2 separate regions of the Macaca mulatta genome follow, and region 1 is linked to region 2. A link is a contact called in public Hi-C data. All regions are on one chromosome and are shown on one strand. Each heading gives the region's core, a stretch centred on a gene start, on an enhancer-like site or on the middle of the called end of the contact. The rest is flanking DNA. Distances are from core to core; before and after follow the strand shown.

The links. Hi-C and Micro-C count contacts between places; a contact is called where the count stands out from the background.
Region 1: a Hi-C map of fetal cortex germinal zone shows a contact between it and region 2, with 7 times the contacts expected there. The contact joins two enhancer-like sites. A contact is called at or near these places in 2 of 14 Hi-C or Micro-C datasets (fetal cortex germinal zone and fetal cortical plate).

What each region holds. Positions count from the first base shown.
Region 1 is chr6:95,080,866-95,086,428 of T2T-MMU8v2.0, reverse strand. No RefSeq gene overlaps it. Among named protein-coding and RNA genes, the nearest start is that of MIR9-2, 9.7 kb to the left of the region's middle. Within about 2 kb of position 3,643, at least 8 of the 40 cell types and tissues checked have an H3K27ac peak or open chromatin away from gene starts, as enhancers often do. A contact at or near this core is called in fetal cortex germinal zone, where this site is marked.
Region 2 is chr6:94,979,632-94,985,237 of T2T-MMU8v2.0, reverse strand. No RefSeq gene overlaps it. Among named protein-coding and RNA genes, the nearest start is that of MIR9-2, 110 kb to the left of the region's middle. Within about 2 kb of position 1,952, at least 9 of the 40 cell types and tissues checked have an H3K27ac peak or open chromatin away from gene starts, as enhancers often do. A contact at or near this core is called in fetal cortex germinal zone, where this site is marked.

The sequences.
Region 1 (5,563 bases), core at 2,394-4,893, 100 kb before region 2:
CTGCGGCCCTCGGGTGAGGCTAGGAAAGAGGGTCTTGGAAAGAGGTCTTGGAAAGAGGGATCCGCCCCGATCCTTACTGCGGGTGACGGTCACTGGTCCCGGGAGGCCGCGGGCGGTCCTGCTGTTGTGTAGGCACGCGCCCAGGGACGGGGTCCCAGGCCTCCCGGTGCACACGGACGCACCGCCGTCCTCGGGCTGAGCTTCAGTGACACCGAAGGGCACTGGCCAACATGTCAAAACAGTTTTCATTCCATGAACCAAAGGGGTCTATTGCAAGGTCTATTGCAAGCTCAGGTGAAGTCGTGGGACTCCAAAGGTAGTGGCTTTCCTGCTACTGGTCGATTTGCATTACAGAGGCCGTTTACTTTCAATTCCACTTTTACAAAAGTAGTCACGCTCTATTTCACAGGTAAATTTCGAAGCATTATTAACAACTTCCTATCATAGTCTTCCTCAACTACTTTCGATCTGATTACTGTTTTAAAGCAGTTTGCTACCACTTTATGACAGGGCCAATTAGAAATAATCTTCAGAAAATGCTTCGAAAATGCTGCGTTATTAAAACACTTACCTAACAATATTCATTTAATTCTGTCACTAAGTAGCTGTCTGACAGATTTCGTGTTTTCTCTGAGTTTCTTTTAATCGTCACTGGCCCTGGGAAAACAAGCTAACAGGAGAATTTTAACTGCAACCTGGCTCTTGGCTATTTAAAGTTTTAAATTTAAACTTGACAAGGTTAAGATGTTTATTTTTAATATCATCAATAGCTAATGGGAGATTGGAAAAAACTACAGATGCTAATCACCTTAATAATTGGCGAAAACCTGTAAAAGGAACCTCTTGAGAAAAGAGATGTGCATTAAAAAAAAAAAAAGATAGACAATAAATACTTTCTCTGAATCAGGCCACAAAAAATGATCTACAGAATATTACCCAGAATGTCTCTTAAATCTTTGTCTTTTAGGGAAAAGTATCTTCCTGTACACACAAATATATACATATGAGTGAAATTTACTGGGATGGAAAAATGTCTAACAAGTATGATTTAGAAATATTTCCACCGAATGAGTATCTCAAATATAATTAATTTATGTATTTATCAACATTGACCTAATTTAAAAAACTTCATATATTTGGAGATTAATACCTTCATGAAGACAATAATAGATGTAATATCATTGAAATTCAGAATCTATGGACTTACTTCCTGTCAGGGTTAGATCTCTCGTATAGTAATAATAAAAGTGTACTTAGTCCTTATTTTTAATTCAATGAGAATTATGAATTCTTGAAACTTGCATAAATATAACAGTCTTTGGGAGGAACTCAAATAATAGATTTTAGGCCTTATTTTTAGAAAGTACATAGTTTGTACACAGTTACTACCCAATATATATTACTTTAATGGATTGAGTTACTCTTGAAATATATGATGTACATACAAAGTTAAATTAGCATTGGCTGATGTTGGGAAGCTGAAGTTGAGGGTATTGAGTGGTTTGTGGAATAGCCTGAAAACTGTTTAGAAGCTTTAAATATGACAAATTCATGGCAAGTGGGTTTGAAATGGATGGAAGAAAAATAATCTGATAGGAATTCATCTCTGGGGTCTGTAATATATACCTCTTGAGTGGTTCCAGTAGTGAAAATACCTAGACAGCAAGGATATAGGAATTAATTGATAAATTTGCTTTTGCATTGTTTTATAAAGTAACTCTTAAGACACTTTGTAGGTATGTAGATTAATATAAAAATAAAAAGTTTAGCTCTCCCTAAATAAAGTTAAAAATTGCTGAGTAGCTTAGATTTCCACACTGAAGACTCATGCCCAATTATAGTCTAAAGTCTCAGTTTGCAGATATGACATGGGATTCCAGTGATTCAAACAGCACAGTACAAATACTGCATATATTTCTGCCAAATTTGTCTCAGATGGACTAGCTGCTAAGGAAGAATCCATAGCATGACTGAGCTAACACAGAGTGTGTTACCTCTCCAATAAGTAATCCCTCCATTTGCATGCTGTGCTCAATGACAGGAGAGAGGACTCGAATTTCTGTTATTTTTCTGGACTTTAGCTTAAAGGTCTATATTGTCAGTTCAAAATACATGAAGTGAACACTTTTTCGTTAGCCAATCGTTATTATTATGATAAAATTATTTTCTTGGTCATTGAAAATTTTTGGCTTTATTTATTAAAAGTTAACTAGCTTTATTTCATTAGAGATTGTCTAATTCCATTTTGATTTTTCAAATTGCATTTTATACTATAAAGAGCCCTTCTGCATAAAATACAGTTTGAAAAGAGAAAAATATTTATGCCTTTATCATTTTAAGTGATCAAATACTGTAGTGCTAGATATTAGAATATCATGTGCATCACTACATTATTAACTTAATCTAATGCTCGGAGTCATTACCACATTCATGGGTGTCTTTCTGATATCTCTCCAGTCCACTGGATTTTGAAGTGTGATTATGTAAATTTTCTACTGATAAATAAATGACTATAATTGTACTTGAAATACCACTCAAATTCTTAAGACCATGGCATCTAAATAATATATTATGCATTCCTTAATTATTTATCAAGACTAATTCAAAATAACTGTAGGGCAAAGCATTTATTTTTAAATAGCTATCCCTTTCCCCAATTTTTCTTTACAGGGTTAAAAAATATTCCAGATGGTGGAACTATAGGGGATGAGAAAAGGGTTGATGAGTGGAGTGAGTAAGCAGCAAGTTTATCCTTCAAGTAAACATATCTGGTTTGCCCAATAATACTCTTACCCTAATGCAATTTTTAAGGCATATGATCTTAATGTCAGTTCAGTAAGAGTATTTGATGATAGAAAAAAACATTTTTAAATGTTAAACATTAGTCCAGAAAATTCTTCACCATTATTTGACAAGGAAAATGGGAACAGTTAGCAAACAAAACATTTCACACATGGTTATTTTTAAAAGTTCTTTTATAAACATAGTAGGGAAATTGTAAAATTTCAGTAAGGGTTATGCCAATCAAATGACACTAAATTTAAAGTATGGCTTTCCTTCATTTAATTATAGATGTAAAAAAGTCACAATAATTGAATGGTGCCTTTTCATTGTTTAACAATTGCAAGGCTGTATTCAGAACTCTTGTTGCACTGTGCCTTTAAAGGAAGCGCGTGTGTGTTTTACCTACATAAATTCTAATTGCAGAATCCACTCTAATCACCACAAAGAAATCATCTGAATCCTCATAAGTTCATGAGCTACACACTTTTCTTTTTTTATTCTGCAGACCACACCTTATCTGGTTGCTAATGAAATACAGGAGATTGATTGCAGAAAATCTTCAAGGGAATATTTGCTGTACCACATATAGTAAGCTCCATTTGGTGCATTAGCATTTAGCCATTTTATGCAAATTTAGAGAAAATGACTCATGTATATGATTTAATATGCATCAGCGATAACTCATATCACCCTTATAAGAAAACAGAAATTAAAAATTCATTAGAAAACTAGACTAGTGTCACTACATGGTTAAAACATTATTAAAGCATATTTCAATGTTTTGCTTACACTAGTGTTCTCATCATGGTGCCACCATTTCATGACAAAGACCGTAGAGGAGAAAACATTCAACTTAAAATGTCTGCTGGCACACATCGCTGGATTTGTGTGTCACTAAACAATGAGCGAGCATAGCCTTGAATACCAACTATTTAATTAGCACTTTTGGAAGCCATGCATAGAAAATAGCTCATTTACATGCATCTGCTTAGCGATTAGTCCCATAAAAAGCTACCATTTCTTTTTTTGTTGTTTAATATAGTGAGCATTTTACCATTCGGCCATGAAAAAAAATCAAAACATATGTTATTATTTTCAAATACTGAAATTCAGAGATTTAATTAAAATGGGCAAAAGTCTTCATATTTCTCTTCAAGGTATATTTAAATGATTTAATTTAACCTTAAGTGTACCATAAAACGCTGGATACAAGTAATAATTAAGAACTTCAAAGGGCAACAGAAACCCTCTAACAGTCCTTCGTTTAATTAAAGGCTATTATTAGAAAGCTCTTGAATATACAGTTACATTTAATGACGAGTGACGACTAGTAAAAGCAGTATTTGAAAGTTATGAGTATCTTATTTTAAATACTATTGATAGACTCTAGAAAGTATTTCTATCACTTCGTTTTGAAAATAAATGACATGTATTTCTTGAAAAATCAAATTCATAACATTAAAAGATTGTTTAAGATGTTTTGCTTTTCATTAATTCTCTAGTCTACACACTGTCATGATCATAAATTAATTGTATGCTTTGTAAAAAGTGTTTCTGCCTATTTAAATGCCTTTAAGAGGGTATATTTTTCTAATACAGTGGAATATTTATGAAGGCATGCATACAATGTATATGGATGCATTAACAATAAAATGGGGGCTTGTGCATTTTGAAATATAACACTTTTTGGAATGTGAATTGATATGTAATATAACAGTAATACATTTTTTTAGAAGTTTCTATTATTTAGCACATTTGTGTTAGTAGACAATTGGGCAGAAGCCCCAGGTGATTCTAAACAAATTTTGGAAGGCGTATAAACCATCTATAAAATAGGAACAGAGTATGTAAAATTTGCTCTTCTGTTATAAGTAATTATTGGACTATTTTGCTTTATCTACATTTATTTATACAAGGAATTTGGTTGGAATTTCCATAGCTAAAATTCAGTGTAGGTGAATGATTGGTGTATATATACATTCTCAAGTGAAATTGATGAACAAATACTTTAAAAATTCATTTAGAACATATTACTAATTCTGTTTCTTAATTATCTTTAGTAATTGGCTTATGTACACATCTATAATAAAAAAGTTACCTACTTATTGAGCATATACGATTTTACCTTGGTGAGTAATCTGTCATTTTGAAAATGTGACACTAATTCCTTCGTTCACTGTGGGCCAGGGAATGCCATGGGATGTGTAATCTTGGAAAGATTTCTTGGATTAAATATTTGGATACAAATCTATATCAATCTAGTTTATCCAGTTAACTAGCTAAATAATGTATTATATGTATATAGTTCACTGTCTAAGAAAAGTGTGCACCTGATGGGCTTTTTGTATAGCATGTTCTTTAATTTGAAATTATTTTGACATCAATTTCTTATTCTATCCATCTTGCAACGAGTATGATTCTTTATTTGCTTATCATTTTCCCTGGCGCCTCTTCCCAATGCTTAGATACTCATAAGGTTTGTAGAGTAGGGGACTTACCTGTCTTGTTCACTGCTGAATATCCTGTACCTAGAACACTGTCAGACACATAGTAGATGCTCAATAAGCTTTTGTGGATGAAAGAATGAATACGTTTAAATAAGAGATTTATCTTTCTGAGACAGCTGTTGCCCTCTGGATCTAAGGACTTGATTTTGATAGATAGACTGGTTCTCCCAACATGGGAGTCCTTTTGATTCTGCCCTGCTTTGTTGAAGACATTACCCTTCGTAGCTAGGGTAAGATCATTGATTTATTTGAGAGTGAGTATGTAACTGCAA
Region 2 (5,606 bases), core at 703-3,202:
CCAAAATATTGCTGTCTTGAAAGATATTCATAAAACTCATTTCAGTATCTAGCTGACTTAACACATAGTAATTAAACTGGAGCTATAAACAGCAAACGTACATAGACTTCTCTGATTTCAATGTTACATTAAACTCGTGAATATTAATCCCTAAAAATAAGTACATTGATAATGTGAAGGTAGAATTCTGTGTGGGGAAGGGGAGTGGGTAGATGGGAAATGATTAGAGAATTATTGTAAAGTAAGTTAAATTTCTAGTTTTGCTGTTAATTAAATTATTCAAAAGACTTTGTTTTTACAGCTTGAAAAAAAGGAAAAAGAGACTTATTTGGCACGGGCAATGGCTACTAAAAGGCTGCTGTTAAACTAGGTTCACGAATGGGAGGGGTATGTATGTTGAAGGCTGGGGGAACACAGGAACCTGAATACTTGCTTTGTAAATATTTAAGCTTTTTGCAGGCTAGCATCTAAAGAAGAAATAAAATGCTCGCTTCGCCTTTTACCTTTGAACCCTTTCGTGAAATATCCTAATGTTACCAAATGTGAATATAGTGAACTTAATCAGCAAATTTGACCTAGATTTATGAACTTTATCATTCTAAATGCATTTACATATACACAAGCACATACATGTTCATAAATTTATTTTATTACATCCACTTTGCACAAACTGAACCTTAAGCAGTTGAAGTACTAAAAAAGCCAATCAAAATACTCTTCATATATCCTTAAGTCCATAAACCTCTTTAAATTGTCTCTTTTAAAAAACAGCTAAATTATGGAAATGCAGACTGCATTACAGAATATTTGCCAGTTGTATCTTGATTCTTATTTGAAATTCCCACAAGAATATAGGCATGACAGTAATATAAACCATAGAAACAGGCAAAAAAAAAGTAGAACACAGGGACTTGTAAATAAATCCATGAATATCAAGAAGCACAGATGCTAAGATTATGCATTTTTACCAGTACAGTTCTGTGCTTGTAAACTATAAGACCAGACATTTGTAAGATGCCGTGTAGCAGGCCCTGCTGAGGGCGGGAGAGGTAGGAGAGACTCTGAGAAAGGTGGGGCGGAGGGAAGAAGGAAGGGAAAATGAGTGAGAGGCAGAGAGAGATTGAGAATAAGGAGGGGGACACATAGCCAGACACAATAACGCATAATAATGTTAACATTCCTGCATGTCTAATGGCTTAAATATGCTGAGTGCCTCACTCCAGCCCCACACCACAGATGATGTCAAAGAACCATTTAATATTTTATCAACAGTCCTTTCTTGAACCAAAAAAAAATTTTTTTTCTTTTAAAAGAGATTCAGGGGTTTCCAAGCATGAAAAAAATTAAATGCCTTGGAAGGAAAATTTTTAAGACACAACAATATTTGTGAATACCTCATGTTCAGCAAGATTCACACCATTCTCCAATGCATGTTACATTATTTACATCTTAGCAATGTCAACATGTCTTATTTACCAAGGAAACATAAAATCATATTTTTAACTTCTTTTCTTTAAACATTAGTAATGTATGGCTTTTTTTTAAATGTAAAAAAACCTATTAATTGAATCATTATTATAATATCAGCTGGACTTTTAGGGTTTTTTTTTTTTTTTGGTGGAAAATACTGTTTTCTTGTTTGACGGATACTATGTCTGTAACAAAGAATGACTGAATTGTCTTAACAAAGAAGATGAAGGCTGTATGTGTTAGTTACAATAGAATAACCACCTTCCAGATCTCTTAAATCCACAATATATGTAGTGTGGGTCCTGAGTGGCTTTTGTTTTCAATGTCTTTTGTAAGCTTTTAGGTTTTTTTCTGCATCAAATGTCAAGTTAATTTACAGGGCGCTATTACTGATATGTTTCCTTGGTTTGTGGTTTTCTGTGAAAGGCAGGCAGCTGAGACCAAGTCTTAGGCTAGGGGGGAGGGGCAGCCGGCGAGCCCATAACACATACACAGTGCCAGGGTCTGTAAATTGGCTGCCTGTATGACAGCGGGTCCAGGGAAACCTCTAGTCTTCATTTGCATGCTGAAGAATATCCAGGATTAAACCGGACTGATTTTCATACAGGATTTAGACCTGACATTTATTATTCGGTTCACAGACCTCTTGAAGGAAAGTTTGTTTTCCACTCATAGATGAAAAATCTTCTAAGACAAATAAAGTCTGGCTTAGCAGTAACAGTAAATAAATATCTTTCCTGTATTTCTTATGAATTTATCATATATGATTGCCAGCCAGATGTTTGCCACCAAATTATTATATTTTGTTCTTTAACAATTCTAAAGAAAAATATCTATCAATCCCCATGCTGTATTTATAAAACGTATTCATTTAATTCTGGAAGTTGATTTTTGATAAATAAAATTCAGAGACAGACACTTGATTTTTAGAACAAATTAAAACAATATTAGAGCAGTAAAATAATATGAAATGCTTACTTTTGCCTCTGCTTCATGTGTTTTTATGAACACAGAGAAGATTTTGGTTGTACTGTAAGCATCAATTATGTACTTTTATATAAAACATGAAAATTATAAATGAATGCTACATATGAGCCCTATCTACCAAATTTATAACATAGCTAGTTCATTTTCATTGCCAAATAGGTCCATAAAGTATTCTGGTGTCTTTCAACATTTAGGTATTAATTGTTTGTCCAGACAAACACTTATAATCCAATACATTGGCAATATTTTAACTAAACCAAGATTTAATTTCTAAAGTTCAAACAAAATCTCTTTTGACATACTACCAATATGAAGAAACATGGTAGAGCTGCTTTACATTTTCTGAAATGCATTTTTGTTGTGGACCAGAATAAAGACTTCAAATAGTGATTAAGCAGGCCCAGAAGAAATTTAGGATTCCTCATGTATTAATAAACAGTATAGATTTAAAAGTCATGGAAAGTATACTTTATATATTTAATAAACATAAGGTAAAAATAATACAAGTGTCGGTAATTATATTATTGTTTTTGTCAGTGCATATGGAGGAGACATGGTAAAATCTGCTATATATTTGAATTTTTAATGTGTCAATGGAACTTTTGAAAATGTGTTCTGGTATTGATTTCTTTATGAATATTAACTTATTCATAACAAATCTTAAATAAGTACAATATAAGATACATCTCTTGGAAATTTTTCTTTGTTTTAATGTTGCATTTTATTGTAAATATACATATGAATCACATTTACTTCCTCAAATGAATTTACGATTATACCCAGTAAGAAGTATATGTTATTGAAGTTTCAGATAGAATATATCAATGAACATTTTAATGGTGAGATATCAGTATCATATATACCAGTCAGTTTATTAACCAAGCATTTAATAAATGAATATAATGAGTCTGCCTAGTTTTGCCTTGATTCAATTACCATATAAGAACGCGCACACAAATGATCTGACTGTATGAAAAATTAGGGACAACCAAAGAGTAGAAATTGTTGTGAAAAGATTTTGGTCATCGTGTGTATAGAAATATTTCTGCCTTATATGTATGTAAATTGCAAATGTTAATATAAATATTATTGTAAAAGTGTCTACACATGCAAAGTGAAGAGAATCAAGGCAATTATTTGAACAATTCAGGATAAACCCCTCACTTTTGCTTGCAATAGATAATTGAGGCAAAAGTGTCTTTCCCTTGAATTATCTGGATGATTGCATCAATTCTTCACTTCGCTTTATACATGTATATAGACATGGCAATTGTGTGTCTTCAGAAAGTGTCACTTTAAGAAACATGCAAATACAGAACATGTTCATTTAGACATCGCTAACTTATAGGCTTAATATATCACTGAACTTGTTTGTTAATCAAATTGGGACCTTAAAAGAGAGGAAGTGTTAAATATATTTTTCTAAGCAATTATTTCTAAAGCAATATACAGTGATGTTTAGATGTAACATACAATTATACATGCATCATGCAAACTAGGTTTCTCCAGCCTACTCTGGCATACTAATGCCCCAGTATTCTTCATTATTATTTCTATTAGCAGTATACTTCCACAGTAGGCCCTGCTAATTGTACGAAGAGTATTCATGATGGTGTGTTGCCAATATAGTACTGAGGAACATTTAATTGTGAAAATCTGACCCTCAGCCTGAAATCCTGAAAGTATACGCTTGAGCAAAAGGAACTCTGAATTCAGTTGGTTGGAATGAGGAAGATCATTTTGAATCAAGCCAGTTTTTAATGACTTTATTGTTAACACCCTTAAAAATATGGCTGATACAATGACTTGCGTGCACACAGTTATTTTGTCTTTCCTAGTGACTGCATGAGAAATAGGTATTAATTGCTCTGCCGTTTAAAATTCTCGATACAATTCACATTTACTCACTTTAAACTCAAGATGTCTCTCAATCAAATTGTGAGGCTCTTTATATCTTCAATGTAATTAGGATTGTACAGTATTCATGACAAACATACTGAATAAGGAAGATGATTCCTACTTGGTAATCATTGTAAATATGAAATTGTCAAGCTAGTCCTAATTAGTCACTGAGATAAAGATTATATGCAAGTCTCTAAGAGGTGCTACAGACTAAGAACAAAATTCAAAAATACCACAATTAGATTATTGTTTCAAATGCTTATGCTTAATAAAGTTGGTGGACCATGTTTGCCAAATAATTTTGTCAGGCAAGCAGTCATAGTTTAAAAGTAATTAAGCAATTCATCCTCATCATAAAATGGCACATGCAAATGTCCGTGCTTTTGTTGGTTTGGAAATGTGTAAGATGCTCAATAAAAAGTACTGCCTAAGAAAAAATTCAGTATTTGATACTTTTTAAGCTTCAACAGGTAGAGAATCATTTTTAAACTTGCCTTTAAAAAACATTCTAGTGAAGCATTTGATTGTTTAACATTTTTATTATTCAAGTTCTTACCATTTCACACTACTCCCTGGAGAGGGGCCAAGAAAATATTAAAAATACTATAGAAATATAAAGGATAAGATATTTGTCACACTCGTTTAAATTGATGTATGCTGCTGTCCTATAAACGTCACATCGGATAACCCTGAAAAATTACCATGAATCTCCATAATTACGCATATTCATGATGGTGTTTTGCATAGTGCTAACAGCAGACTGCATGTGGGGTGGGACGTGAAGGGGGGTGGAAGGATGTGACAGATTAAAATTATTACCAGTATCATTGAAATAGACATAGCAACAGTTCCATTTTGTTAGGTCTTAGAAAACAAAAGCATATCATAAAATCTCATAGTAATTAAATAACTAGAAATTTTTCTCCTACATATTTTACTATAAAAAGTTAACAGCAAAAAACTGACTAGAAATATTATTGTTACTTGAAATGTGCTTGCATTTATCATAGACTCCTAGGTACAGGGACACATCAACTGAAAGGAGACAGTGCTTTTTAACTTTTTTGATGGAGAGAGGGGAGAAGTGAGGGTGATGGTGAATTTTCAAGCCTTCCAAAGTACACCTGTGCTACTCATATGGTTAGCAAGCTCCTGATGAGCTGAGTGCAAATCACGTAGGTACATTTCTTCTAGTAAATATAAGGACTGAGTCATATTCAGTAAACTGTTAAAAGGCTCTAAGAGAT